4 separate regions of the Sus scrofa genome follow, and regions 1, 2 and 3 are each linked to region 4. The links are chromatin contacts, called in public Hi-C and HiChIP or PLAC-seq maps. All regions are on one chromosome and are shown on one strand. The core of a region is the stretch at or near the end of the contact, and the rest is flanking DNA. Distances in the headings are between cores, read along the strand shown.

The links. Hi-C and Micro-C count contacts between places; a contact is called where the count stands out from the background. HiChIP or PLAC-seq counts read pairs in DNA pulled down with a chosen protein or histone mark.
Region 1: a contact with region 4 is called in an H3K27ac HiChIP or PLAC-seq map of alveolar macrophages. The contact joins the promoter of NAA50 here to the promoter of NEPRO in region 4. A contact is called at or near these places in 1 of 5 promoter capture datasets (liver), 1 of 47 Hi-C or Micro-C datasets (embryonic fibroblasts) and 2 of 2 datasets of contacts at active chromatin or transcription factors (alveolar macrophages and skeletal muscle).
Region 2: a contact with region 4 is called in an H3K27ac HiChIP or PLAC-seq map of skeletal muscle. The contact joins the promoter of USF3 here to the promoter of NEPRO in region 4. A contact is called at or near these places in 1 of 5 promoter capture datasets (liver) and 2 of 2 datasets of contacts at active chromatin or transcription factors (alveolar macrophages and skeletal muscle).
Region 3: a Hi-C map of fetal skeletal muscle shows a contact between it and region 4, with 3 times the contacts expected there. The contact joins the enhancer-like site here to the promoter of NEPRO in region 4. A contact is called at or near these places in 2 of 5 promoter capture datasets (liver and skeletal muscle), 9 of 47 Hi-C or Micro-C datasets (embryonic fibroblasts, epiblast stem cells, fetal skeletal muscle and 5 more) and 1 of 2 datasets of contacts at active chromatin or transcription factors (skeletal muscle).

What each region holds. Positions count from the first base shown.
Region 1 is chr13:146,191,636-146,197,448 of Sscrofa11.1, reverse strand. It overlaps NAA50 (N(alpha)-acetyltransferase 50, NatE catalytic subunit), which reads right to left and starts at 4,231. Exons shown (of 5, transcript NM_001244807.1): 1 at 3,930-4,231. The coding sequence starts at 3,937.
Region 2 is chr13:146,226,687-146,232,250 of Sscrofa11.1, reverse strand. It overlaps USF3 (upstream transcription factor family member 3), which reads right to left and starts at 2,066. Exons shown (of 7, transcript NM_001244860.1): 1 at 1,807-2,066.
Region 3 is chr13:146,297,298-146,302,975 of Sscrofa11.1, reverse strand. It overlaps SIDT1 (SID1 transmembrane family member 1), which reads left to right. Exons shown (of 26, transcript XM_005670213.3): 26 at 751-2,601. The coding sequence ends at 813. It overlaps LOC110256422 (a long non-coding RNA gene), which reads right to left and starts at 5,588. Exons shown (of 3, transcript XR_002337894.1): 1 at 4,722-5,588. Within about 2 kb of position 1,500, at least 5 of the 83 cell types and tissues checked have an H3K27ac peak or open chromatin away from gene starts, as enhancers often do. A contact at or near this core is called in fetal skeletal muscle and skeletal muscle, where this site is marked.
Region 4 is chr13:146,897,997-146,903,328 of Sscrofa11.1, reverse strand. NEPRO (nucleolus and neural progenitor protein) reads right to left here and starts at 1,319. Exons shown (of 9, transcript XM_003132674.4): 1 at 1,111-1,319. The coding sequence starts at 1,213. All of the region lies in intron 5 of GTPBP8 (GTP-binding protein 8), which reads left to right.

The sequences.
Region 1 (5,813 bases), core at 2,982-5,481, 710 kb after region 4:
GATCCGAGAGGCATCTGTGACCTACACCACAGCTCACAGTAACACCACATCCTTAACCCACCGAGCAAAGTCAGGGATAGAATCCGAGTCCTCATGGATACTAATCAGGTTCATTAACCATTGACCCACAATGCGAACTCCAAAATCCAGTATCTTAACATCCCACAAATTACCGGCCTTACAGAAGCAACGAGTATGAACTGCAGGTTTACAAAGGTTCTCAAATTCTACTTCAGCCTCACTTTTTTTGTTTTTGGTATTTTCCCCTGACAAAATCAGCAATAAAACTTTAAAAAAAAATTACCTGTTTTATTGAAATGTAAGATTCACTACTAAGAGCGTAATGATTTTTTATACTATGATTTTTTTTTCTTTTTTTGTCTTGTCTTTTTAGGGCCGCACTTGCGGCATATGGAGGTTCCCAGGCTAGGGGTCCAATCAGAGCTACAGCTGCTGGCCTATGCCACAGCCACAGCAATGCCAGATCCGAGCCGTCCCTGTGACCTACACCACAGCTCGGGGCAACCCCAGATCCTTACCCACTAAGCAAGGCCAGGGATGGAACCCACAAACGCATGGTTCCTAGTCGGATTCGTTTCCACTGCACTACAAAGGGAACTCCTAGAGGGTGATGGTTTTTCACATATGTATACACCTCTGTAATCAATACCTAAAGTAAAGATACAGAATGTTTCTAGCACTTCAGTAAACTCCTTTGCCCTTTCCCAGTCTATAAACTGTCAAAGGTAACCACTATTTTCTGAGTTCTTCAACAGATTCATTTCCGACAGCAGAATCTTATACATTAACACTTCCATTAGTAAACTACACTGTTTTATATACTATGTTATTGCTATCTACTTTCCCTTCTTTGTCCAATGTATTCACATCTAGTTAAAGACATTTTTGTTAGAACTAATTCAAACTTCTTTGCTACAATTGAAGGGTAAATTACATTGCCATCTCAGTCCTGGTTATGGCATACCTTGTTTAAATATCACCTTACCTAGAGAGGAACAAGAGACAAAAATAATCGCTTACCATGCACTAATTCAACCTACAATGTCCCTAGTTCATAAAAACAAGCAACTTCAGTACAAAGGAATCAACATCTTGTAATGTACCTCACATTTCTAGATCACCATATAAACACATGCAGTAATTAACAACTGGAAAAAAAACTGGAAAATTTACCTACTATGGAGGAAAGGCAAATATATGTCAGTATCATGGAATTCCCTACTGCTACTAATGAAAACTAAGTAAAAATATGAAGAAAAAGCAGGTAAAATAGTTGTTTTTAAAGTTTCCAAATGAGAGAAAATATGGGCAACAATATAAAATATTTAAAGAATAGACTGATTTAGAGTTAGTGGTTCTGCATTTGTTTCCAATTTTAGATACTTCTATTCAACTTACAGTTCAGTCAGCTCAATACATAATAAAACACTTAGCAAATAAAATTTCACAGAAAACCCCATAATCAGGACCACTGTTTCATTTTCACAGGTCTTTATGAACCAAGAGTCTGGACTGTTAGTACTGACCACATTGTACTTAATAGAAATCTCTGAAGGCAAGGACTTTAAAATCTTTTAAATAATATCCACTGTCTTCCCTTGTCCAACACCGTAAGGATAAGACTTACAAAGTGAAAAAAGTATAAGAAAAAATATAAGATCCCATCTTATCTGGGAGTTAGTTTATCTACAAAGTTAAAGGAACTATTCCTGTGAAATTGTCTTAAAAGTTTACCATTAAGAACATAAGCTTTTTTTTTTTGTCTTTGTGCCTTTTCTAGGGCCACTCTCATCAACCACTGAGCCACGACAGGAACTCCAATAATCTTAAAACTGTCGCAGCTCTTAAGAGGTGATAGCAACTAGACTAAAGGGCTCTACATTTCAGGCATAGCTGATGACATAAGGTACACATTTCATAACTGTAAGTTTCCTCTAAATTTGTCCATTTACTCATTTCTGGAGATTTGCCTCCATGAAGTTATTATCTATAAAAAACCATTTTAGGAGCTCCCGTCGTGGCGCAGCAGAAACAAATCCAACTAGGAACCATGAGGTTGTGGGTTCCATCCCTGACCTCACTAAGTGGGCTAAGGATCTCACATTGCTGTGACTGTGGTGTAGATCACAGACGCAGCTTGAATCCTGCGTTGCTGTGGCAAAGGCCGGCAGCTGTAGCTCTGATTGGACCCCTAGCCTAGGAACCTCCATATGCCGAGGGTGCCACCCTAAAAAAAAAAAAAGCAAAAAATAAATAAATAAATAAAAAATCATTTTAAATAAAAAGATAATTGCCTCATGAGTATATTACCTGAAGGTAGATCGTGAATAATACTGCTCTTTGACCTCATTTCTATGGCCAAGTTAGTATCAGGAAGAGCATTACATCCTAGGTAGACTGAGCTAGACCAAAGATTTTTGATTCAGAATAATTCCTTGGAGGCATTCTTTTATAAATCCATGCGCAAGTTCAACACCAGGAACTCTTCAACCTCATTTTTATTACTTTAACAAATACAAATAAGTATTGAGTGGTACAGACAGTATCTATACTCGGGAAAAAAGGAAAAATCTCGCCAAGTTGTACTGGATCATACATAAAATAGCCAAACTTCTAAATCATGATTCAAGTGCAGCACATGCTTCCAATATCTCTCAATCAGTATCCTAATTGGAACACTTCAGAACCTGATGAGAAATAATGCAGGTACTGTGAAATTTTCATGATTTCTAAACTTTAACCCCAAACATGCAATTCGACATCACAATATTTAAAGTAAAATCAGAGTAAGGAATCACATTACAATCCTTGGGTCAAATTTAACTTTCTTGGACCTCTTCTGCGACCTCAAACACATATATACACCGAAGAAATATTTACACCCTTGTTTTAGACAGTATGACTCTGAACGCTGACTTTTATTTCATCCTCAAAAGGGGTGCTGAATAATTTGAAAGGTTCCTTAACCCAAAACACAGTTCTTTAACTGACTTGCTATAACAGAAAAAACTCAGGCATCTCAGAAAGGTTTTAATATTGCTAAGATTTCATTTCTTTCTCTAAGGAGGGTAAAGGCAAAACAGCTTGGTCACTATTTTAAAACACCGTGTTATGTAATGAATACTTCAACAATAAGCAATTTAATAGAGTAAGGTGACAGCTTATTCAAATAGAAATAGTCGAAGAGAAACCATCCTTTACTTTATCCAAGAGGGAGACTGTGAAAGTATATTAACTTTGCCAAGCACCTGAAGAAAGCTTCCAAGGACCCCCCTCAAGGCACTGGGGCAAGAGTAAACTCCTGCAGCAATAGCTCCACCTACTGATCAACAATACTTCCTTGAACATTCTGGCACCCCAAGTCTACAGTGCTCGCGCTCTCCCCCTCCTCCACTCGCTCTGACCCAACCCAAATCCAGTTGAGTCACTAGCTTTTAATACTCATCTCCATGCTTTTTATTTAAATTCCTTCTCCTTCCAGAAGCTTCTGCATCGCTTCCAAGTACAAATAAGCCCGAAAGATGTCAAAGACCACAGTTCTCAGTGTGGAGCCTGGATCTGATGAGGACAACCAGACCACTCCACTCGAGTCGCGGGCCGGGGGTGGCTATGCCGTCCGCTCCCAGACAGGAGGCCACAGGCGCCTCACAAGAGCTCGTCCCCTCTGCCCCAGCAAGATCTGGTTTCCACTTAACCCACATTCGTCCTCTGGGCCCAAATTCTGGGTTCCCCGGGTTTTGCTTCTGCTGGCCCTTCAGCCCGCCAACAGCCCGCGCCGAGCCTCCGCCCCCTCCGTGAGCAGAGAATCCCACAAACCTCCCTCCGCCAGGTCCTGGCCCAGAATCTCTCACTTCCTTCGCAGCCCCTCTCTCCCGCCGGTCGGGCCCTGTCTGGCTGCCCTTCCTCACCCTTTCATCTTCCCCGCCTGCTGAGGCCGTTGTTACCACCGATATCAACGCCGTTGTCGTCGCCGCCCTGAGCTCTCCGCGCCCTCAGCTCGGGCCACTCAACCCCACAAGCCGACCTCCTCGCCTAGGGCAGGGAGCTGAGCTGTTGACGGAGGCCGCGAGATTCGAGCGCAGCCCTGCGTCTCCAGAGGGGGCGGCGGTGCGTCCTGCCGCCGTGCCGGTGCCGCCACTTCTCCACACGTGCACACGGAGCAGTCGCCTCCCTCCTGCCGCCGCCGCCAGCCAGACTCGCCGCCGCGCTGTGACCTTTCACCCCGCCCCCTCTGCGCGCCGGCGCGTCGGCCGTCTCGCGCGCAGGCGCACTTCAGATCTTTCCGTACCCTTCCCCCTCCACTTCAGAACCTCCATCTTTTACTGGGTTCCGCCTTCTGGCGTCATCCTTCTCCTCCTGTCCCTTGCAACACAACTTGTGGGGCTTGCTGGGTCGGCCCTGGCGGTAAAATCCAGATTTTTTCCACCCCTCCCTTTCCTCTTCCACTTCAAATAGATCAGTCTTCTTCCTCTGTTCTTTCCAGTTGATAGTCTCCAGTATGAACTTCAGACGGGCCTGTCTCCTAATATTTTATAAAACTGGTTCTTCTTAATGTAAAGAAGCTTATGGAATACTTAGATGAGGTGCTTTTAAGACAAATAATTGTAATTGATAATTGGCTGGATAACTTGGCTTGCGTCCAGCATGTTTCAAGTTTTCATGTCACGTGACTACCCCAAACCCTCAAGCCTGTGATTCTACCTGCGGGCCCCAGGAGAACGGAACTCCATCGCCATTTCCGGTCCTTAGACCTCGGCGGTGAACGTCACTTCCTTAGCAATGCACTTTAACCCGTTCCACCCACGTCTTCTCCGTTGTACTTTACAAACATAATCTTTGTGAACACTTTCGTTTTTCCCTAACATCTAATGGCAAGAAAATTACTGTTCAAACGATCCGAAAAAATACAGGCCCACGAGATGCAGTGAGCCTGGCTAGGGAGGACTGGGCGGAGCTCGAGGTCACGTGACTCTAGGCCCGCCCCCTTCTCTGCAGCTGAAGACTTCCCCTCCCACAGTGACAGAGCCTCTGGGTCGGTCGGTGTCGGTACACTTTTTGCACCTCGCGCCCGGGCAGGTGAGCGGCGACCGGTAACCGGCGGCTGGTGGGGCTAGAAGGAGTGGGAGGAGGAAGAGAAAGCAGCGTGTGCATGGTGGCTTCTCCTTTTCAGGGCTTCCTCCTCGCTGTCATCCTGCATTGGCGAGGAGCTTATTTCTCCAGTTATCTTGACCCTTGCTCCCCCACTGTGGTCGCCCCTGCAACCTAGGGGTTGGGACGTCCACCTTTCCCACGGTTGGGGGTGAGTGCGGCCATTGTGGTTACCCATTCGGACTCTTCGGGGCTTCGGGTATTGGGATTGGTTCAGGCATTCCTCGGTGTCTGCAGTAGTCTCCAGGTCTGAATCCCCAAAACCCATTCTTTGGCAGAGGCCTTGCATGGTCTTTACATTCAGCCCTAGGCTGGGGAGCGGGAGGTAGGACAAACCCTGGAGGCAGAGGCGTCTCCTGCGAGACAGGCTTGGGAGAGAATGTCACCAATGTGGCCCTCATTGCGGAGTCACTGTAAAGCTTGCTTCCAAATGTGCATTCTCTGTAATTGAGTTTTTATCTGACATCCCTGCAAGGGTTGTTTTAAAGATGTTTGCAAGCGTTGAATGGGTCTGGAAAGGTAAAAGGTGGCCTTTTACCTTTCTCTTCTCTGATGTTACAGTGCAGAAAGGGAAAGGACAGTTGAAAGAATAAATATATACTAGGTTCAAAACAGAAAGTGCTGATAATGCTACAGTCTCGATT
Region 2 (5,564 bases), core at 817-3,316, 670 kb after region 4:
AAAATCTGTGGCTGAATTCACCCCATATCAAAAGTAAGAGAATCTCTGGAGGGAGCAGCCTGAGCATTAAAATGTAAAAAGCGCATAAGATGATTCTACTATACAGTCCAGACTGAGAATGCTTGGGTTAAAGGATAGAAAGGCAAGGCATGATAGACAGGGTTAAGACCTATGCAGGATTTCAGATCCTGTTTATAAGCAACAATTTTGAGTTGATTGCCTATTGAAGCTTATCTTCTAACCTGAGTTAAACAATCTCAGTTTTCTTAGTGTTTCTTTTCCCTTGTCGACAATACTAAGCTTTGAAAACAGGAAAGCGGCCCATCAATTTCTCTTTCATGTTTCATTAACTGCACGGTCTACGACTTTGGAATATTATTTCCAAGATGTCCCAGAGACAACTCATTTAGCAAGTAATTATTTCAATCCTATGCTGCTCTAAGTCCATGCAATGTGGTGCTTTAATATTAAGGAATGTTCTAGGCAGCATCTATGTCTGGATTTTACAAAACTTTCTTTTAATGTGGAATATAAGACCTATGTATACAAAAGTTATATTGCTTAGACTAGAGCAAAATGTAAGATTAAGTATTCATTTTTTTACACTGCTCCTGAGACAGGATACTGTTCCTGGTTTCAGAAGTGCCATGATTACAAAGTATTTTGCTTATTTTGTAACAAATACTTTTAAAGTACTTCACAAATAAAGGGAAATAACAAATGTATCCAGCATGGCAACTCTGTACCATACTGTCCCGTGTAGGAGGAAAAAGTCATCAAGATGATTAGAGTGTTACAGCCTGTAACACTTCCTTCAAAGAGCAGGTTCGTTTGCTTGCTTGTTTTTCAAGAAGAGTCAATGGTACAAATCGGCTTCAGAATCCTTGTTGCTCAAGGAAGGGTTTATTCAAGAACTCTGTACATTGTTTATAAGTGAACAACTCTCTTTTTTATGCAAACTTAAGTTAATCCAAACTGTCTTGTTTTGTATGGTGTCACGTCAATACATCTACCTAATTGTAAAAATGGCATGAGAACATAAGTTGGAAGCTTCTATTGGGATCCCACATAGAGGTTTGAGCAGTCTCTTATTTCCAGATAAAGTTAATATATTCGAGGGACCATATCCCAGGGTAACTATAGTGGGGGCGAAGGGGGCAGTGAGAATTCGAGAACCCGACAATCACGATGTTAAAAAGAACAAGAGTCCACAAATATTTCCTCATAAATCTAGAACTAAATCTCAAGAGTTGGCCATTCGCTTGACCGCTCCTACTCAGAAAGGAAAAGAAAAGCTTCTAGAAAGAAGACGCAACTCTCGACATAGGGGTGAGAGTTAAAAAGCAAGTCACATGAGTCTGACCAGTGGGTCCGAAGGAAATTCGGAAGGCAAGGAAAGAGGGAATGAGGAGACAGGAAAAGGTGAAGGAGGCAGGCAAAGGCCATCCGGTGTGAACCTGGATGCCCAGCTCTTTATGCACCCGGGGCAGCGTGGAGCCTCCTTCGCCTCGCGCGCATCTGGGGGTCGCGCCGCAGCGCAAGCCCCTCACGGGCCCGGCACCAGGGGGCAGGGGAACCGGTAGGTCGGGGAGAAGAGGGGCGCGCGCACCTTCCGCGCTCGCGCCCCACAAGGCTCTGCACGCAGGGGTCCCCAGGAAGAAGGCACACTTTGCGCAGCCTTCGCCTCCGGGAGCAGGGAGGGGGTGGGTGGAGCAGAGCCCGGAGCCGCCCCCCGGAGCCGCCCCCGCTGCCCCGGCCTCCGCCCCCCGCCCCGGCTGTCAGCGGCCCCCTCCCGCAGTCACTCACCCGCGGGCTGCGTGGTCTCGGCCGCGGCGGCGGCGGCTGCGACCTCCGCCTGGGTCATGATCCCAAGCGGGTTCGGCAGGAGTGTCCGACCGCCCGGGCGAATCTCTCCGTCCGCGGCCGCCGCCTGCTCCTCTGGGGCTGGGGGAGCGCGGGCCCAAGCCCTCCTCTCCCCCCGCCCCGCCACCTCTTCCTGCGGCCACCGCCGCCGCTGCGAGCCCGAGCCCTCAAGGCCGGAGACCCGGCGGCAGCGCGGCCTCAACTTTCCCAGCCCCCCTCCCCCCGCCCCTCCCCGTCCCTCCCCACCCCTCCCGCGGCTGCCGCTCGACACGTGAACAGCCTACCCTGGATGCACTGCGGTCCCGCCCCTGCCACTCAGCCCACCAACCGGACCCCGGGGAGGCTGCAGTGGTAGCCAATCAGAACCCGAAACGCCGTTGCGCTATGCTAGAGGGCGGGAGGAGGTGGAGGGAAAACTGAAGAGCGAACGGGCTTCGGGCCGCCCAATGAGGAGGACCGGGCTGAGGGGCGGGGGGCGGGAGGTGTACAAGTTGGGTTGAAGGGACAGGAAATATTCTTAAGGGTAGAGTGATGAGCAGGACGGAAAGCCAGTAGGTGAATGGGAAAGAGGTGGGCCTGGTTCCTTAAAGGGGACGCCTTGAGAACCTAGAAAAGGGTGTTTTAAGAAACTTCTTTGTATATCCTGTTCTCTGGTCTGCTTTCCACGTCTTTAGTAGGAGTTTGGAAGAGGAAAAACTGACAAGGAAGAGGGCAAGGAAGGCTTGCAAGGACGATTAGAGAGCTTCTCTTAGCCTGGAGAACAGGAAGGCGGAATGTGTTGCCTCGTAACCGGAGGTGGGGAAGAAAGAAGAGAATGCAGACGTCTCCGACAGCCTTTTCACTGGAAGATTGTTGTCGACCTGACACTACTCAGATTTGTTGGCTGTGGTTATCTGTCATTTTTCATTTGCCACAAAGACAGATTCCTGCGAACCGTGTTCAGAAATGTCCCGAGGGCCTTCTAGCTGGGGGAAGAGAGTATGTGGCGTTAAGAGATGGGGTTTGGAAGTTCAAGCTTGTGTTCCTAGAGACCTAGATCTGGGAGGTAGAGCCGCAGGTGTTAGAATGGAGACCTGAGGGTCCTCATGGGTTTGGGATCCCGGAACCGTGATCACAACTCCCTTTTCCTGGTGTCATTTGATACTTCATAACCCCTCCTCTCCCGAAACAGGTGTCCTCCACCTAGTGGTGGCGAAAGATTTCCACGTGTTACCACCACCAGATTTGGAAATGTCCCAGATCTTTACTAGTCCAGGGGCTAGACCAGGTAATTTCTAGAAGGTGCATACAGAGCATATGGCATAGTGAGCCTGTGTACAGAGGAAGCTGACCTTGTACTGGGGGAAACTGTGAAGTTAAATAGTAACTGCATATTACGTCTGTACAGCATTTGAAAAGCTATGATGAAACAGAAGGTCGTTAGTGTTACTTATAAGTGATGGCACTATAAACAGTCTGGAAATTTTCTTTACATCTTGCATCTCAGCATATGACCTTCTAATTAACCTCTGAATGCATTTGGCACACTCAAAGCTGCAGAGTGAGAAAGACCCTAGGGTTTGGAGCCTGATAGTAATGCTAATATAGCATCTCCAAGAAATTGAATAGTATTAGCATGTCTAGCTGTAGGAAATAATTTCCACCGTGATCAGAGTATAAGGTATTCTGGAGTTCCCGTCATGGCTCAGTGGTTAACGAACCCGCCTAGTATCCATGATGGGCTGGATCCCTGGCCTTGCTCAGTGGGTTAAGGATCCAGCGTTGCCCTGAGCTGTGGTGTAAGTCCCAGACGCTGCTCGGATCCCGCGTTGCTGTGGCTCTGGCATAGGACGGCAGCCACAGCTCCGATTAGACCCCTAGCCTGGGAACGTCCATATGCCGTGGGTGAGGCCCCAGAAAAGACAAAAAAAAAAAAAAAAAAAAAAAAAAAAAATATATATATATATATATATATATATATGGTATTCTGGCTTAAAAGTTATTCTGGTTAGTAAATATCATATCTAGGGGATGTATGATTTTTCTAAACAACTAGAATGCCTTGAGCTAAAGTAAAATAACACATATAGTTTTGATGGTTCAGAAAACAGACTTTGAGTTTCTTTGGAACACTATTGAAAACGTATGTTAATACCTTTCACACACAATTTAGAGGTATTAAATAAATTTCTATTTGATAAAGGTATGAGGGGGAGGGATAAATAGAGAATTCGGGATTAACGGATACACACTACTATATATAAAATAAACAACAGGAGTCTACTAAATAGCACTCAATATCTGGTAATAATAATAATGGAAAAGATTCTGAAATATATATACATATGAGAATCATTTTGCTGTACATCTGAAACATTATAAATTAACTATACTTCAATTAAAATTAAAATTAAAAAATAAAACGATGGAGTTCCTGCTGTGGCCCAAAGGGTTCTGTGGCATCCGTAGTGGTGGGATACAGGTTTGATCACTAGCCTGGCATGGTGAGTTTAAGGATTCACCGTTGCTCCAGCTGCAGCAAAGATTGAGACTGCAGGGATCTGATCCCTGGCCCCGGAGCTCCATATGTGGTGGTGGCATGGGGGGGAAGGGGGAATGTTAAAAAATAAGAAAAAAGAAAACAACAACAGAAAGGTCTGGATGTTAGCTTTTAAAATTCATCTTCATTCCTTACTGAAACCCAAATTCCAACCATACATAGATCTTTTCATTGACTTTGCCTATTCGACATTGGTTTACTGCTCTAGATATGAGAGAATGTTATCAAATAATCGCACCAGGCCCATTTTGGACTAGCTGACTAATGATAAAATATGGTGGCCAAGTGAAACTTGTCTCCCTGCCTCTAGGCCAAGTCCATTTTTCACAAGGCTCAAGTAAATCTAATTTTCACCCATATACTTAAGATCCTTCAGGGGTTCCAAAAGGCTGTTTGCATGACTTACAAACCTTTGCTTGTATTCCCAGTTCCATTTCCTGACAGCTCTTTTTTCCTATTCCTGGGGATGAATGACTAGAGGAGGGGGCCGCTGACAGCCAGAATGGGAGTGGCCAAGAGTGGAGGGCCTGGCCCAGGGCTGCAGGGGCACCTCTGGGGTATAGGCAATGTGCCCCCCTCCCTGCTCTCCAAGGCAAGGGCTGCAGTGTGCCTCCTTCCTGGGGACCTCTGCATCTGGAGTCTGATGGGGTACAAGGGCAGGAGGTATAAGCACCCCTCTTCTCAACAGGAAGCCCAGCCAGGCCCAATGGGGCAGTGGGTGGGCTCAGGCAGTGCCCTGACTCCCAAATGTGAGCGGGATGAGAGAGGCTCCATGCTTGCGTTTTCTTTTCAGATTTCAGAAATGAATGGTGGTATAAGTGAATGGGCAAATGTTTGTAGTATTTTGCATTTTATATCAATAAATATGTGAATTCCAGGTGTTCTGTATAATCACCAACCCTTAATATTGTCAGTCTTTTAAATTCTAGCCTTTATAGTGGATGTGAAGTGGTCTCTTGCGATTTTTTTTTTTTTTTTTTTTTTTTTTTTTTTTTTTTTTTTGCTTTTTAGTGCCGCTCAAGTGGCATATGGAAGTTCCTAGGCTAGGGATTGAATAGGAGCTTTAGCTGCCGGCCTACACCACAGCCACAGCAAACCAGATCTGAGCTGCATCTGTGATCTATACCACAGCTCACAGCAATGCTGAATTCTTAACCCACTA
Region 3 (5,678 bases), core at 251-2,750, 600 kb after region 4:
TGTGCAACAAGATTTCATTCCGTTTAGGTCCTGACCAACATGTGCCCTTCTAAGTGGAATTGACATCCCTGGCTACCCAATCGAAAAAAAATTTTTCTACCTTTCCCCATCCCATACTTCCTATAATCTCTCCACAGTTTAATTTTCACCCCAAGTACATATTACTAACATCCTCTATTTCACTTGTGCATTTGGTTCACGTCTAAAGCCCTCTCTCAAATGTAAGCCCCATGAGAGTAACGATTTTTGTCTCCTGTTCCAAGCCATATCTCTACTATCTAGAATAGCACATAATAGACCCTTGATAAATACTTGAATTAGGAGTTCCCGTCATGGCGCAGTGGTTAACGAATCTGACTAGGAACCATGAGGTTGCGGGTTCGATCCCTGCCCTTGCTCAGTGGGTTAAGGATCTGGCATTGCCGTGAGCTGTGGTGTAGGTCGCAGACGAGGCTCGGATCTGGTATTGCTGTGGCTCTGGCGTAGGCTGGCAGCTACAGCTCCAATTAGACCCCTAGCCTGGGAACCTCCATATGCCACAGGAGTGGCCCAATAAATGGCAAAAAGACCAAAAATATATATATATATACTTGAATTAATAAATGATGTAATGATGACAAGCGCCTGTTAAGAGCATGGCATTGCAGGAAGCTGTAGAAGACAGGATAACAAGGGCACTTGTGTGTCTTAGGAAGTAAGGACTTCCTGCAGCTGTGCGTTCCTCTCATTTCTCCATCCCTCTCCTTTCAGGTTTTGTTAACCCTGGATGATGACCTGGATGTTGTTCGGAGAGACCAGATCCCTGTCTTCTAAGCCTCTAGCATGAAGAGGGGGAAGAGGGAGCCATCGATCTTGGTGCTGTTTCATGAAAATTACAGGGGCTGCAGCAAAGTAACCACTGCCAAATGCTCCACTGACCCTCTGTCTGGTTGGCTCTGTACACATTCCCACAGGGAGGAAGGGAGCTGCAGGGGGACCCAAGCCTGCAGGGAGGGAGACAGAAGGGAGCCACAGCTGTGGACAGAGGCAAGCCCTGCAGAGCTAAAAACACCCACCATCCCCTTCTGTCGCTACTCTGAGTTAGAAATGGATAAAAGCTGCTTCAAAGTCAGCTATCTTGGGACCCTTCCCACCCTCACCTGAGATGGGCCAGCCATGGCAGAACCATGCTGCACTCTGCCCTCAGCTGCCACCCTGCCCAGAAAGGCCAACAGCTCAGATTTCCTGCCCAGAAACTCTCTGTAACTACAACCTCTGTTCTAGACATTCCCAAACACTGGCCTGTCTCTCCAAGGTCCTGGGGTGACATGATTCATATGAGTCTGGTAGAGGGTTGGCCCCTACTAACTGGGACAGATGTTTTATAGCGCCACCTGGTCACCTCCTCCGCAAGAATGCTGTATGCTTCCCCCTGGTTCCTGACTGTATTAGGAGGACTCCATGTCATCAGGCTGTGTCTCCTGCTGCTGAGGGGTAACAGTATCTCCCTGTTGTGTGCTGACCCAATGACTCAGGCTCTACCTTCTTGGCAAGGCCCTGTTACTCCATGGGCTGGCCTCGAGGTGGAAGGGGAAAGGGGAAACCACTTCCAGCAGCAGGAGGAGCTAGACAAATGACCTGCAACACTAGGACACTGGTGACATCAGCTTTCAGCAAGCGGGCTCATGCTAAGGACTGGGGCACTCTTGGAGCAGATGCAGCAAAGGCAAAACTGCTTCCTCCTGCCCCCAGTTCTAATAGCTCCATTCCATGCCCGCATCACCCTTGAGGAGGAAAGAAGTGTTCCAGCCAGGGGCCACTGCCAAGCCCTCCTCTGCTGTCTTTTGCAGACCAGAGGCTCCAGACTTCCCTTGAGGTTCTCTGCAGGTCACTCTCCCTCCTCCTCTTCGGCTGTAAAGAGCACAGTGGCTTTAGGGTTGTCTCATCAATGTACCCAATTCACATTCTCTCCCCAGGACCACACTGAAAACCTCAGTGTCCCACTTCACTCTCACACTGTCTGGCAGCTCTGCCCACAGGAAGTTTCACTTCGACCAAACTCCCTTGTTCCCTGGAATATGATGTCATCAGAAAGTGTACAGGCAAATGCGCTCACAGAGATATATTTGCCTGTGAAACTGAAGTCACCCCTCACTTCCGCCTTCCTCATTCTTCATTAGAGAAATGGATCAGCCATTCTTTTAAAATATATATAGTTCTTTCTCTAAAATATTTGCGTAATGTTCAAAAACTCATTTTGGACATTTGGCATAGCACACATTCCCTGATTTTTAAAAAACACAAAAACGCTTTCAATGAAACATGATTTTTTTTCCTACAATGCCCCCAAATTTGCAGTCGTCTGTTATTCTTTATTCCTAAAAATTGTTGGCTTGTCTAGGCCATACGCAGACCACCTATTAAATGGCTGTATTAAATCTAACACCTAAAAAAAATTTCAAACCTGTTTGACTTGGCTGATTTAACCTAATTCTTTTATTTTTAATGCATTAAAGTATTTCAAATACAAAAAAGAAGAGAAAAAAAAATTGAGGGAGGTGGAAGAAAGTCTGTTCAGGTAGCCCTGTGACCTGAAGTGAATAAACTATAGGACACATCGGCTCTTCAGTAGCTTGCTTGGCAAATATGTCCATGGAAATGGGGAGGGAGCCCTATAGAACTGGATGGATTGTGCTGCTGTGTTCTTGACCGTTTTCTGACAATGTCTGCCTTGTGCTATAAACTCACACATTGTGGTCAGTTCTCCACAGCAGGATGAAAAACCCAGAGCAAGCCTGCTCTTATAAAAATCAATTTTAAATGTACTTGGTGCTGGTTCTTTCCACAGTGCCTCTGTGTGGTTAGAGAACACAAGAAAGTGGTTCAGCTGCTTCTGTGGGGTTGATAGGAACTCAAGGTGCAGGGTGGAGGCAGGGGTGTGGCAGGGGGCAGCCCGAGTTACTCACAGTGGTCTCTCATCTACTTGTAAAACAAGTGATTTTAGCCTGTGCTCATGGACTTCACTTATTTACAAGAGAAGGGAAGCTGAGTGCAGCGGGAGGGTAATTGGAGAAAGCCACCCTCTGTGAAGAGGCTCTTGGCAGAGGCACAGAGTAAAAAGATCAGTGCAGTTGGAGGGCAGAGATGTGGCAGCCAGAGGGGCAAAGCTGTGCACAGAAGAAAAAAACAGCCCCTTCACACCTCTGACAAATGCCGGAGAGGCAGCCCCACCTGTTAACGCTGGATGGTTGAAGGATTAGCCCAGTTTTATTTTAGCAGCAGGAGAAGCCAGTGGAAAACCAGAATCTATCTGGGGAAGGGACTTTCCATGACTGGAGATCACCAAGTCAGCTCCTGGGGCAAAGAGAGCGGCAGCTGCTTCTTTTGTAGCTCCAAGCAGCCACCAGAGTGTTCTGTGGGGTTGCAAAATGCATGTGTCAGGGAAACGAATAATACCCAAATATTTTTCCTCCTGGGAGACAGTCTGTCTAGAACTTGGGAGAAAGGCAAAAACAAAGATAAACACTTTTCATAGAACAGTGTCAAGTCTGAGAAAAATTCTTGAGTCAGACTTTGGTCCAGTTATGTTCACCTGCTCGCTGTGTGACCTTGGGCAAGTCGCTGAAACTCTCTGATCTTCACCTACCACATTTACATAACACTTCATGAAGGTGACAAAGGTGGAGATGTGCAGAGGCACCAGAAGCAGTGCCCTCACAGAGGAGATCCTCACCCGCACCTCTCAAATCCCACAGGGTGGCAGAACAAGAGCAGGGCTTCCTGCTGGGCTGGCTTCTCTCACCCATAGGGGCCCCCTTCCTTGGAACCAGCTGTGCTGTTTCCTGTCCTAAGCTCCAGGAGGCCCTGAAGAGGCTGGGAGGCCTCCTCACCTTCAGAGAAGCAGCCCAGAATTACCAAACCCCTCAGCCCCAGCCCTCTCCTTGCCCTTTATTGCTGCATTTCACTGCCTCTGGCCCTTGATACTCTTACTCCAACACAGATGAAAAATCACTGCCAAAGCTGGGGCCAAGTGGAAAGGCCGAGTGTGGAAAAAGTCACACCTCATTCCTGCCAGCTCTACCTTGAGAATCTCAGAGAAAACCTAGACTTCCTCCTCTCTTGCTGAAACTGCCATGGTTCAGGAGATGCCAGGTGCAAATATCCCCCCACCCCACCCCCACCCCAATCACCAAATGTTCAGTAGGGAAACTTGGATGTTCATCCTGGATGAAGGGGGACCTCAGCCTGCAAGTAACAGAACAGGTCCCAGAAATAGGAAGCCTGGGAGGGTCACTCTGGTTTTGAAATGACTCTAAGGTCCCCTTGAGACACTAAGGAAGAGCATTCTGCGTAAAGTGACAACTGGCCTGTAGCTGAAACAATGAAAAACCCTTGTTTACCATAATTCTGACAGTTTACAGTGCCCCCCCCTTTTCTTTTTCTGTCTTTTTAGGGCCGCACCCGCGGCATATGGAGGTTCCCAGGCTAGGGGTCCAATCGGAGCTGTAGCCGCCGGCTTACGCCACAGCAACTTGGGATCCGAGCCGCGTCTGCGACCTACACCACAGCTCACAGCAACGCCGGATCCTTATTCCACTGAGAGAGGCCAGGGATGGAACCGGCAACCTCATGGTTCCTAGTCGGATTCGTTTCTGCTGCGCCGCGACGGGAACTCTTCCCCCACCCCGCCCGCCCCCCTTTTAACACAGTTTTGTGGTGTGAGGGAACCAGGTTCATTTTACCTGATGCGCAGCACCCAAAACGCTGAGAGCTGAGGTTCGCAGCAAAGAGAGGGTCTAGTCGCAAAACAGCCAAGCACAAGATGCAAGAACAAATCTCACCCCCTCCTCCCCAAAGGCAAGGGGTTGGGCTATTTATGGAATGAGGAATGAAGAGGCAGGCAGTCTGAGGCATGGGGACCGTGGGCGGTATGGGGAAAGGTGATGGCGATAAGGTGTGGTAATCGTAGTTCTGCACAGGCGTAACCAGGCTAAGCCGCTGCACGTTCAAAAGATCAGGAGCAAGCGGACACTCACGCATGCCCAGTTGGAGGGTCAGTTTTCCATTCTAGCCTTAATGAGCACAGCTCTTGCAAGACACAGCTGACTCCAAGTTCCTATACAACAGCTCAGGCACATGCCTTGGAGGACATGCCAATCTTAAAATGACCTTGATTAGTGAAGGCAGGTGAAATGGATTTGACTAATTACCCACGGTTTCAGTAAGGACCAGACAAAATTGTGCAGCTAAGTTTAAATATCTCCCCAATATTAAGGTACCATTGTCAACCAGGCTAAATGCCTGTGAAATCTTAGGTCTTAATACACTTGAATTCAAATAAGCTGGGCTAGTGTCAGGGATCAGCCTTGGCCAATGAGTTTCTAAAAGGCCATAGTAATAGAGTTTTCACCTGGATGGGACGACTGTGCAAAATGGGACCCCATTTTGACTTTTTTTACCCTTATGAACTCCAAGAGGGGTTTGCAGTTCATAGTATGGTTTTCCTGAAGTGGGGTCTTGCTATTCTTATCAAAGTAAAAAAGGGCTGAATGTTGACCAGGATTCACATAGAATTACTCTTCACTCCCCCAGTCTCAGGAAAATGGAGCTCTGCCCTCTTTCTTTTCTTTTTTTTTTTTTTTTAATTTTTATTTATTTATTTATTTATTTTAGGGCCGCACCTGTGGCATATGGAGGTT
Region 4 (5,332 bases), core at 70-2,569:
TAGAGGATGGGGGAAGGTTTCTTGTAAACTGAGCAGGATGGATGGATAGGGCTGGGGATGTGATGATTAGGTAAGTTACAGGTATTAAATATTATTAATAACAGCTATCATTTGAGTATTTATTCACTGTATCAGGCACTGTTCCAAATACTTTACTCTTCCATCAAAACAGTTCTATAGGAATTCCCATTGTGGCGCAGCTGAAAGGAATCCGACTAGTATACATGAGGATGCGGTTCAATTCCTGGCCTGGCTTAGTGGCTCAGGGATCCGGCATTGGCATGCGCTGTGGTGTAGGTCTCAGATGTGGATCGGATCCCCCATTGCTGTGGCTGTGGTGTAGGCTGGTAGCTGTAACTCTGATTCCACCCCTGGCCTGGGAACTTACATATGCTGGGTGTGGCCTTAAAAAGCAAAAAACAAACAAAACCCCCAAAAAACCAAACAGCTCTGTAAGGCAAATACTGTTTTACCCTCATTTGGAAATGAGCTGAGACCCAGAAATGTGAAATAAGGACACTCCCATCCCTCACCCTAGCTCCAGCAGAGGAAGAGCCAGGTTTTAAACCCAGACCAAGCTCCTGCTGCTTGATAACGGCAATGCCACCATACACTGATATTTCACTTCAGAGCATACTCACCTAAATGACATCATTATATCCTCCCAACAACCCAGTGATGGGCAGGGAAGACTAACCCTATTTTACAGAAAAGAAAGGGGGATCTAGGAAGAGTGCGATTTAAGTGCAGAGTGCTTGAGTGACCCGCCGCTCCTCGGTGGAAGAGGTCGGGAAAGACTGTGGAGTAACCACGGCTCTTGGTGGCCTGCGTCAACAGAGGGTTCCCAGGCAGCACTTTTCCCTGATGCTAGCTGCGTTCGCCCCTCTCTGCCTTTTCGGCGCCCCATGGAAGCCCTGCGGTCGGCACGGTGGGTCCAGAGAACAGCAAAGCCAGAGGTCCCCACAAACGCCCGACCCCAGATGCCGCACACCGCCGTCATACCCAGCGTCCCGCGGAGTCCGGAAGTCCCGCCCCTCGCGCACGTGCGCCGGCAGCGGCCAGACGCCTCCTGCGGAAAAGCCTGCGCCCCTTATGGGGCGCCTCACTCACCCAGCGGTGTGTCAGGGTTCTGCACGATTACTGTACTGCGGCTGCCGGCTTTGGGGATCCTCACGCGGTTCCACAGTTCCGGGCTCGGCGGCAGCGCAGCCATCTTGAGAGACAGAGGAGGACCTGGAAAAGGCGGAGCTGGGCGAGACAAAATGAAACGACGAAGCAGGAGACGTCCGGGGCAGGCGGGGGAGGGGAGGTTGAGGAAGAGGGAGAGGGGGCGGGGCCTGGGGGCGGGGCGGGGCCTGGGGGCGGGGCGGGGGAGGGTCCTTTACGGAATCAAATGCGGTGTACCTGAACGACCCAGAAGTCATTCAGGCGCTGGTCAGGTACCAGAATATTTGGGAGATTTGCAGATGAGGGGGTGAGGCGGAGCCCCATCCATGTACTACTCAATCAAAATCTCTGAATAAGGCGAGGAATCTGCATTGTGTGTATGCTTCTCCAAGGGATTCTGAGGCGCAATCAATTTTGGAACTATTTCAAAGCATTTCACAAATGTGCAGAGTGAAGCTCACAGTTTAGTTGGTGCATACACCTCTATCTCCACCCCAGACATTAGGGGGAAAGGAAGAAGGGAAATAAGGAGGCAGAGTTTACATTTGTAACATAAGTGATTTACTTTGAGTTAGTCAAGGACAGCTCTACCTTGAGCGGCAACAAAACCACGATCACATCACAGAAATTGGAGGCCTCTGACTCTATCAACCCCATCTTCTGTCAGCGTCCAGAACAAGTTGATATCCCAAGCAGTGCTGACCCCCACCTCTCTAGTATCTAATAGTTCATTTATTTTCAGCCACCCTGATGCTACTTTACTAAAGGCCCCCACTGCAGTGCTAAATTACTAGCTCCTCCAAACCTTAGTATCCGTATAGATAAAATGATGATGATAATACAGAATGATAAAGTACTCAGAGCTGAAAAGTGTTTTGGAATGGTGCCTGGCATACAAACAGTACTCTTAGCAGAATTAATATTGTTAATATTTTTTTACTGTTTAATGCAAATAGACTTGTCATAACACTTTCCATGCTCTCTGTTTATACCTTTATACATATTAATTTCTCTACCTGGACCATTTCCCTTAAACACAATCTCCCCCAGCTCTGAGTAATTCTTCCTGAACATCCCTTTCCCACTCTACAACTTGATGTAGAGACCCCTTTATGTACTACCTTAATGCCCTGTGTTGGCTTCTGTATTAGCTTCCTGTTGCTGCCATATAGTCACTTACAGTTATATTACATTTCTGGAACTTAGAAGTCCAAAACTGATCTCACTGGTTCAAGGTTGGAAGCGCTAGTGGAAAATTCATTTTCTTGCTTTTTGCAGCTTTTAGAGGCCACATGTTCATGTTCCTTGGTTCATGTCTCCATCCTCCATTTTCAACGTCAGTAGCAGAGCATTTTCCAGTCTCTTTGCACCTTCTTTTTCTCTCTCATCCTCCTGCCTGCCTCCATCTTAAAAGGACCCTGGTGATTATTTTGAGCCCACCAAAATAACCCAGGATGATTTCCTCATTTCAGAATCTTTAACTTAATCACATCTACAAAATTTGTTTTGTAATGTAAAGTAGCATATTCATAGATTTGGAGGATTAGGATTTGGACATCTTAGAAGGGGGCATTATTCAGCCTACCACAAACTCTCACAGAATTTACCTCACTGTACTATATTAATTTGTATATTTGTATGCCTCTTTCTTCAGTGGTATGTGGGCTTAATGTAAATATTGTAAATAATGTAGGTTATTGATCTCTATATAACAATGCTCAGCTCAGAGCCTGACATGTAGTAGGACCTCAATTAATTTTTGACAGCTTTATTGAGGTAAAATTGGTATGCCAAGAACTGCACATACTTAGTGTGTACAATTTCACTAGTTTGTCAGTATTTAATGGCTTAAGTAAGAGACTAGGTATTCTTGAATAATGCTTTTGATGAACAAGTAGGAATTTCCCAAGCAGATAAGAGAAGAAGACATTCCTGACAGAAAGATGGTAAACAACGTGGGTTGAAGAATCAGTCATCCTGGATGCATCAGTATTGCTGGAGCATGATGTGTTTTGAGGGATAAAGCTGGGAGTAATGGTGTCAGGGACAGAATGTGGATTTACCTTGAAGGCTGGTGGCTCTCAATCCTGGCTGATCATAATAACCTGGCTAGTCTTTTAAAAGAGAAAAACTTCAGGCTTCACTTTAGAAATTCTTATTCATTAGGTCTGAGTAGAGTTCTAATCTGTGTTTTTAAATGCTCCTTGTGATAGTGGCCTATATTAGGAATCCCTTATTGCAGGTGACAGAGAAGTCATTGAGTCTTAGGCTGGGCATTTGTGGTCACCTTGCATCAGAGGACAAGCACTCTGGAGAACAGATTTGAAGGAGATAAGCCTGGAGAAAGGGAGGTAAGGGGATCTATTAAAAGCTGAGGCAAGAGGGAATGAAGGCCTGAATTCAAACCCTGGCACTGAAGATGGACACTGACTTATTTAGATGTCTAGTATTTAGGTATATAAATGTCTAGTATGACTTTCAGACTTTTGCCTTGAGTTTGAGATGTCACATCCAAAAGAAGAACAAATTTAAGTAGTTGGCAGGAATAGAGAGAGAACTTTGACATTCTGAGTTTGAGATTGCCTGTGGGCCATGTTGATACATAAAACTGACCATGATAGAAAATGATTTGATCACCAGAATAGGCCAAGGGAAATGGGGCCAAAAGAGTGAGTGAAGCTGGACCTACTAAAGAGATGAAGGGAAGAGAATTGATGAAAGAAGATGCATTATTCATTCAGCAAAGTTTTGGAGCATCAGCTGTTTGCCAGACACTATACTAGGTCCTAAAGGAAACAAGCAGTGGTGGAATGAAGTGCTTAGGTAGAGGGTTTGTCTTAAAGATCAGAAAGCTTTTATTTTCTGAGCCAGGGAGAAAACTAAAGATAGCTTTATACATGAGTATGTTTGAGGTGGGGGAACAGAAAGATGAAGGAGCTTCAGTGGAGTAGGATTTGCAACCATTACCCAGAGCAGAGGGCAGGGAGATGGGTTCCAGGTGAATGGTGGAAAATTAAAACCAGAGCCTGCTTGAACTGGGGGATATGGAAGAGGCATGGGCTCTGTATTTTACAAAGAAAGTAAGGTTTTAGGGTCATGCTTTAAAAAGTTTGAATTTGTGAAGAAAGACTGCCACAGACACACATCGCTGTGAAGTAGATGAAACCCTGTCCATCTCATTAGTAATCCAAGAAATACAGACTAAAATAATTTTGGAGTATTATCAAGTAGACCATAAGTAAAAAGCATCATGTCCCATGTTGGGCTTTGGACAAAAATTTATATATGAAGTTATCCTTTGTCACAATCATAAAAATGGAAAATGATATATCACACAATGAATCAGTGGTTTTCAAGTATTTTGGCAGTGGAATTCTTTTTCCTCACAAAAATCTTAACATGGAAATCAGATATGTAAAACAAATGAAAGCAGAATTGCAGTGGTTAAGGGTGCAAGGTAGAATGCAGGGTCCTTGCATTAAGGCCTCTTCCTAGGAAAGAGACACTTCCTAGGAACAGTTTGGAATCCAGTGTTGTAAATAAATGAATTTTTATTAATGAGAGTACTTTTAAATGATACATTAAAAGCAGCTTAGAAAACTATGTACAATGTGATTCCATGAAAAAAGTTGTCGTCCACACATTGAGAAAGGTCTGAACGGATCTAAATGAAGGTGTTAATGATGATTATCTTTTCAGCAGTAGGATGGGTCTTTTTTTCTTCTGTGATCTTTTTTGTATTTTCTAGTTAAAGGAGAGAAATATGTGTTGCATTGTAATGAGAAAAAATTATTTTTAATGCTAAATAGCATGTATCAAACTCTTAGGATATGTGTGTGCATCTGTGTATGTGTGTGTTTGTGTGCATACGCCGTATATTCAGAGACATACACTTTATGGGCCATTTAGCTTCTACCTCTCAGGGCCAGTCCGAGGCTTCTGTACTTGGCCCTGTGATGCTGGGCTGGGATTCTGCCAAACCCCATGGTCTTTGCCAGCTAGTAGTTCTCCTCATATGGACCACTAGAGGGAGATTGGAAGGCAGGAGGAGCTAAGGGACTTGTTTCTTCCTGTTTTCTTATTCGTGACAGTGTTACCTGGCAACAACTTTTCATCCCATGTAATGGCCTTTGCTTCTAGTTCCTGATTCATTTTTACATATTGG